2 separate regions of the Triticum aestivum genome follow, and region 1 is linked to region 2. The links are chromatin contacts, called in public HiCAR-type maps. All regions are on one chromosome and are shown on one strand. The core of a region is the stretch at or near the end of the contact, and the rest is flanking DNA. Distances in the headings are between cores, read along the strand shown. Region 1 holds the start of LOC123128886. Region 2 holds the start of LOC123128882 (mRNA-decapping enzyme subunit 2).

Region 1 (3,606 bases), core at 756-3,255, 250 kb after region 2:
TCATGGCCGATTTTGTTTATTTATTTTTTGCCACGAGCTCCTCATATGTCCAAACACGATTAAATTTGCCCGGACATCACGTATTTGAGTGTCTTGGTTGACAAAAAAATCATTTTTTCTGAATATTTCTAATTTTTAAAAATTTATTATGTTCATGCTCGGGCGCAGATGAGCCTGGGCTCAAATGAGTATTCTCGAACCGCCTATAAACGTAGAGACTGCATGGTTCGGACCGTTTATGTCCTCAAACACCATGCATCAAACGTCTGTGGACTTGTCTACATGTCTGAATTCCCGGAAACTATAAGCAAAGTTGGGAAAGTTTGTGGGAATCCAAACAACCGCCACGTAGGCGCCCGACACCCGGGACCTAGCCAAAACCGACGTGGAGCCCACACATTTGGACAATTCTACAATCTTTCCACATGAAAGTCCTCCCTCTCCATGTTGTCTTTGCTCCGATCACTGCCGCCACCCATCCCAATTCCCACCCGTTTCGTCGTCCACCGTTGCGATGGAGCCGGAGGAAGAGGCGACGAAGATGTTTCCAGAGGCGGAGGACTCATCAGTGGTGGCCACTCGCAAGGTCAACATAGCGGCTCGCCACCGCAAACAGAGGAAGAGAAAGGAGGCTTTCTCTCCCAGTGCCTCGTCCGGTAAAGTGTACAAATCTGCAGATATCGGTCATGCAATTGCAGGTGCCTTGTGTCGGGGTTAAATCCGAAAGATCTTTGGTAGGGAGTCCTGAACTAGTGATCTTAGCTTGGTGGTAACAGGATGAACAAGGGACACGATATTTACCCAGGATTCAGAGCCTCTTGAATAGGTAAATCCCTATGCCATGCTTCTATTGTATTGGTTGTGTTGGGGTGCAAATTACAGGATGATCTAGCTCGAGATCGTATGTCTATGAATATGAATCTCTAAACTAAAAAAACTCAGCTTATATAGGGGCCATTAGTACCTAAGGTTTACATGAGGCCGGTTACATCTAGGGATAAGCATGCCGAAGATTCAAACAGGTCTTGGAGTGTGCGCCAAGTCTTCGGAGGATTCCATCTTAATCATGCCAGAGGGCGTGGCAGTCTTCGGGCATTTGCTGATGATCCAGGGGTCCTCGGCCTAGCACACCACAAAAGGGGATGATCTGATTAGCGCCCTCTAGTCCGGGACACCGTCACCTTGGCCAGCGCGGCTGCATCCGTCATACTACTACACCGTCCCGCACCTTTTTCCAGGGGTTCATGACGCATGGGATGGTGACATTCCTGAGGCTGGCTCGTCTGACACCCTGGCTCTCCCCCTATGTGCAGGTTGTTTGGTTCACATGCGTCGGGTAAGGTCGGACATCGTGCTAGTTGCCGGGTGTGGCCCCGAGTGATTATCTCTGGGTCATGGGCTGGCGGGACACTGTGAGCTAGGTGCTTTCACCAGCTGGTCTCGTTTGAATCCGAAAGGGGGTTGCCTAGCCAGGCTCTTTCTATCGCTGGCCCTGGATGAGTGGCGCTTTTTGTGTTGCCTACTCAGCTTTTGGACCATGGAGCCTCATGGCGGCCACCTTTTCGTCCTCGTCGGGCTCGAAGTCGCCACGAAGCTGCTCGCCGCACCACCTTGGTGCCCTCTGAGCTCACCGCCACATCCAAGTTGTTGTGGTCCTCGCGATCACACACTGGCCACTGCAGCTCGTTGGTGTATTGGTCGGGATCGAGTTAATGGGGATCCCGGGGAGAAAGAAAGTGAGAGGAAGGGGAAAATGCGCGACCGTTTCATTGGCAAGGGACAAAGGAAGTTGTGGGTTGCAGCGTTCGCTTTGGTCGGTCTTTGAAACAAACGATTCCGATGTGGCAAGTCTATGTGCATCAAGATTGGTGCGGCAGATCCAACAGCAATGCATGCGTCCGTGTGAGACCACTAAAAATCTGAGATTTTTAGCCTTCTCGAAAATGAAAGCAAAGGTTTCCTAGAAGAAGAAAAAATGCTAAGACGTATTCACTGTTTCCGCATTCCGCACCTCAACGCGTAGAGTATAATGTGAAGGCTTGTACAGGTGGGTTTGCGCCGAACAGAAGATTAAAAAAAAATCGGTGGAGACGAGCGGAGGTCGGAGGAGGCCATGATGCCGCCGGCGCTGCTAAGCTTACCGCGCTCCTCGTCGCCGTCGGTATCCCCTTCTCCTCTCTGCCCCGGCCGCCGATCGGCCGCCGTCCAGCGCCACCGCCCGTCGATCCCCTCCAGACCCGCCGCAGGTCCCTCCACCTTTCCCCTCCGATTGGAATCCTCTGTATGGTTGGGGCACTGGGTTATGCGGAGCCTAGTCGATTCGACACCTCGTCATTCGGCATGGATAATTCTGTGTTTGCGTCTCACAATCGAGAATGGGTATTATAGATTAGTAGTAGTGGTGGGTTCTAGGTTGGCCAAATTGGGCATTTGGCTTTGTCGTGTGGCCGTCGCCAATCCCCTGTTCCACCGCAAACTGAACCTAATTCGAGGAATCCAATCTACTAGTTTGCCCATTTAGTATGTTATATATTGTTCGCATACGATGTGGCCGCAGATTAACCTTTGTAAGATGCATTTTTGTGTGTGAACATCACTACAGATGGTGCCAGTTATGTCTCCTTTTGACATATTTGGCTTCCATGCTTATTTTCAGGAATATGCTATGCCAGTCAAGCGGTTGAATTGTTGCCGTCTTTGTACCCGGGGACAGGCGTCATCGTTCGAGACGCAAAGCTGGAGGACTGTTGGGAAGTAGCAGATACTCACTGCAGCTCATTCTTTCCGGGTTACAAATTCCCATTAGACCTTGTTCTACGGCTCGATCGTTACATCGCCCTCCTATCCGGCTTTTCAGTTCCGCCAGGCTGCACGAGAAGTTGCCTTGTTGCAGTTAACCCCTCTGCAGCTAACAGTGCTATCAGTATCGAATGTGGAGATTTGAGAGACGCCGAATTTCATGGGAAATACAGTCTCAGTAAAGGCTCTATAGCTGGCATTCTTACGGTCGACACAGTAGCAGACTTTCTTCCAAGAAGGGGACGTCTCAAGCAGAGAAGGTACATCATTATTTTCTTGGAGTTCAAATAAGCAGGTTTTTTCTCTAGCTTCTAGTAGATACTGAATCTTTTTTAGACGAAGAGGTGCAGCTGTAAGCTATAAATGCTCCTATAGACCCATATTATCATTGCCATTTGTTTATTCCTTGTGATTTCAATGCTTTCACTTACTCTTTCATGGCTACTTATTTTATCATTTCTACTTGTATGCATTGCTATTTACTCCGACCTTGTTTTCTTGACATTGATGTTCCATATGCTTGATATCCTTGAGTCCTCTACCCAAGTCATTGATGTTCTGTATTTGTGCATTTCAAATGTTTGATCTGTCACACCAATAACACGTTTGAGTCAAGAATTAAATTTTATAGCAAAGGTAATAATAACATCGTATGGCAAAAACAGAAATTGGTTGTCCTGATTGCTAATAGCAGATGTGAGGAAATACCTGAACAAATACCAGGTTTACCAGAAGATGAAATCTAGTAGTTCTTTACTACATGTAGAGCAATATCAGCCAAACCAAAATTCAAAGGTCTAATCTACT
Region 2 (3,516 bases), core at 249-2,748:
ATCTTTGACATTGTGACAGTGACACATTGCCAAAAGGAAAATTGATGTGGTCCATTTTTGGCATAAGAAGACGCCCATATGTAGAGAACGGATGCAGGCGTTAACTCAAGAATGCGATGAGTTGGGGTGCATAGAATATCTAGGGCTTTGAAATTTGAATTGTTAGGAAACTAACCTGTAAAAAAAAAAGAACTTCCATGTTCAGCAAACCAGAAAATAACTGCCCAGCAATATCAACAAATAGTATTGCTTCCCTACAAGCGCAGAATGTTTGATGGAAACTGTAAAGCGCAGCGTGGATCAAGCCCAGAAATTTACTTCTCTAACTGCACAAGTATGATCCTCTTCATCTTTGCTCCTCTTTCCACGGGGGAAACTCCAGCTGGCACTAGACTTCCATCCTTTCACAAGTAAGCACTGCAGAGAAAAAGGGAGAAGTCAGCAAACCTTGAGATTCAACAAAATTCCTGAGGAAATTGAGGGCTATTGCATAACATAGTGTGAAACTATATGCAAATTGAGAAAATTAAGTGATTCGTCTATAAGAGGCTAACAGGTAGCACATGCTAGGATTTAAATTGCATCCTTTCGAGCAGGGCAACTGATATCAGACGCGCTGCTTATCTCCAAATTCCAATCTTTAGCACATCTGTTGATGTTCCGACCTAGCAGCCTGCTCCTACTTCCTAAACCACATCTAGGGATGCAGTAACATGCTCTCGGATGGGCATAAAAGACAGAGTGAACAAAGAATTACCCTGTCATAGTTGTCATCGAGGATGATGGCGCCGGAGACGGGGACCCGGAACTTGTAGTGCGTGAAGTCCTTGTAGATGTCGTCGAGGTGCGCGCGGTAGGGCCTGAGAGCGGCGCAGCTGTTGAACACTGCACACACAAGGACGACGGCGACCAGGACGGCGACAATGTCGGAGTCAGCGACGAATCCGCCAAGAATCATCATCCTCGACGGGGCTCAGAGTCCCGGACCGTGACGAGATAGGAGTAGATTTAAAGGGGAAAGGGGCGATCTTTATCTTTACTTAGGGAGGTGAAGTCCTTGAAGGAGAGGGACTTGAGGGAGGGGTTGTGCTCCACGGAGTTGTCCTCGTAGAACCAGTGCGCCTGCTCCAGCAGGAACAGGATCCGCTCGAACGACTCCAGGTCCTCCTTGGGCACGTTCAGCACGAACCGGCTGCGGCACGAGATTGGATTGGATTGGATTCGATTTGGGTCGGATGGAGTTGCGGAGATGGGGATCGGGGGATGGGTTAGGGCTACGCACCTGCAGAGATCGTCGAGGAGCTCCTGCGGCGGCAGCTGCCCCCGCGATGAGGACCGGTTCAGTCCCCCGCCGCCCGCCATCGCCATCCACCGCTCGCCGCCGCCCACTCGCTTCGCGCTCGCCCGCCCCTCTCTGGCTCCGGTCTCCTCACTGTAGGCCGGACTCGAGCAGGGGGGCAGTGGAGTATGTGAGCTGTGACTCAAGCCGGAAAGCGTATTACATGCTTTACGTAAATCAAAACTTCGTTGCTGCACAAACTATGTGCCATGTTATTTTTTCGAGTCAATTACACCGATGGTGCTAGAACTTGGCGTAAACGGTCGCTTTAGTGCTAGAACATGCAGGATACATTAAAGTGGTGCAAAAACTTAGCTTGGACGTGCAAATACGGTGCAAATCTCGTTTGTATATGACCGCAACGCTGATGAGGCATGACATCATGGCATAGGGCCCGCTGTAAGTGACTGCATAGTGAAGGCCAGGCATGTGGCGTGCTCCTTTTATAGAAACGCCCTCGAATTTTTTTTATTTTCTCATGAAAAGGCACCTGTTAGACACGTGGAACTGATGAGTATCACTTGTCAATTTTTACTTTTTTTTTCTCACGAAAAGACACCTGTTAGGCGTGTGGCACTGATGAGTCTGACTTAATAGTGAAACATCCCAAATTTGGTTAGAATGAAAAATATGGCGCAGAGGGATTCGTACCGCCGTATCAGTGACCGCGGTCTAACTGACGTGCGCGGCTACCCACCAGCCCAGAGTTCAGTTGTTGATGCATAAGCGTACATAAGTTTTACTAGGCAACATGTCCGTGCGTTGCAACGGGAGAAAACAGTCCTCACACGCCCTTATCCGCTGTGCCCATAACATAATAAACATGACTAATACCTCATTCTCAGATCCACATCCTCCATTTCAATATAACACGAGACACATGTTTTCCGCTTGTCATCTTTATCGTCCTCGTTGCCTGTGGTCACGGTACCAGTTGTCACTAACCAAGGTTGGACAGTCCAACGGATTGTTGAGCCGCCTTCGTGTCCGGCGAAGATAAGAGCGTTGAACAAAGTATTTTTTTATAATCTAGCTAAGCATTGAACAAAGTATTTTTTATAATCTGGCTAAGCATTGAACAAAGTATTTTTTATAATCTGGCTAATATAATAGAAAAAAGCACACATAATATATGTCATTGTCATCATGTAAATTGAGTAGTTTGTCAGATAGACCATGAAATCTAGTTGGATTCCTCATGCATTTTGAGAATCACTGGGCTGAGTAAGACTGGTCGTACATGAAGACGCAACAGATAAAAATATTCCTTTCATATCCTAGTTTAATAAATTGAACTAAAACAATGCATTAAGTGGGCACATTTCAAAAATTCCCCAAGTCTTATTAATAAGTATAGATGAAAAAATTATGTTTTAAAAAATATTTTCCTTTTCAAAATTAAAGTTCAAAAAATATTTTGGTTTTTAAAATGTTTGCAAATTTGAAAAATAATCACAACAACTGACCTCCTACTTTTAAAAAATTGTTTGTGTTTTAAGAAATACTCAGGTTTAAAAAAATAAAAAGAGAAATATTGTTCTTTTAAAAAATGTTCGATTTAAAAAAATGTTAACAACTTTGTAAAAATTTCATGTTCTAAAGTATATTCACTTAAAAAACCCTTTTTGTCTTAGTATCTGGCGCAAGTGAGTTTAATTTAAATTTTCGTGCGGCCAATTAATCACCCTGTCTTGTTTAGTCTAGTGATAGTATTGTGAACTCTCTAGCGTTAGCTGCTGTGTTCGATTCCTAGTACTGTAGTATTTTTTTTTGGAAATTTTTTTCTGGTCGTACGCCAATGGGCCGGCCCATTGCGGCTTGTGCGTCCTGTGATTTGCTTTTTGACCGAAACAAATCCGGAGAACATGAAAACTCCCGCAGGAGGAAACAACAGGGACGTACGAAAATTATCTAGGTCCCACCTTAAAGCCAAAAAACTGGAGAAACAATCCTCCCTTTAATATTAGGTAAAGATAAAGATAAAGATAAAGATATATTTGAATTAAGTAACATAAATCAAGAATTTTAATCCGTAAAAAAAGTTTCGCCCGTGAACAAGCTACCCGTGTAAAACATGTAGGAGGGTGTGCCACTCCAACTATGGACTCTCACATGTTTATTTTTTGTCGGACAAATGGACTCTGATGTGTAAATATAATTGTTACAGTTCATGTCTA

The links. HiCAR-type assays count read pairs that join an accessible place to other places.
Region 1: a HiCAR-type map of leaf shows a contact between it and region 2, with 6 times the contacts expected there. The contact joins the promoter of LOC123128886 here to the promoter of LOC123128882 in region 2. A contact is called at or near these places in 2 of 5 Hi-C or Micro-C datasets (both in leaf) and 1 of 1 datasets of contacts at active chromatin or transcription factors (leaf).

Annotation. Positions count from the first base shown.
Region 1 is chr6A:600,098,989-600,102,594 of IWGSC CS RefSeq v2.1, forward strand. It overlaps LOC123128886, which reads left to right and starts at 2,006. Exons shown (of 3, transcript XM_044548996.1): 1 at 2,006-2,246; 2 at 2,657-3,059. The coding sequence starts at 2,114.
Region 2 is chr6A:599,845,697-599,849,212 of IWGSC CS RefSeq v2.1, forward strand. It overlaps LOC123128882 (mRNA-decapping enzyme subunit 2), which reads right to left and starts at 1,499. Exons shown (of 8, transcript XM_044548994.1): 1 at 1,283-1,499; 2 at 1,041-1,192; 3 at 758-885; 4 at 319-417. The coding sequence starts at 1,368.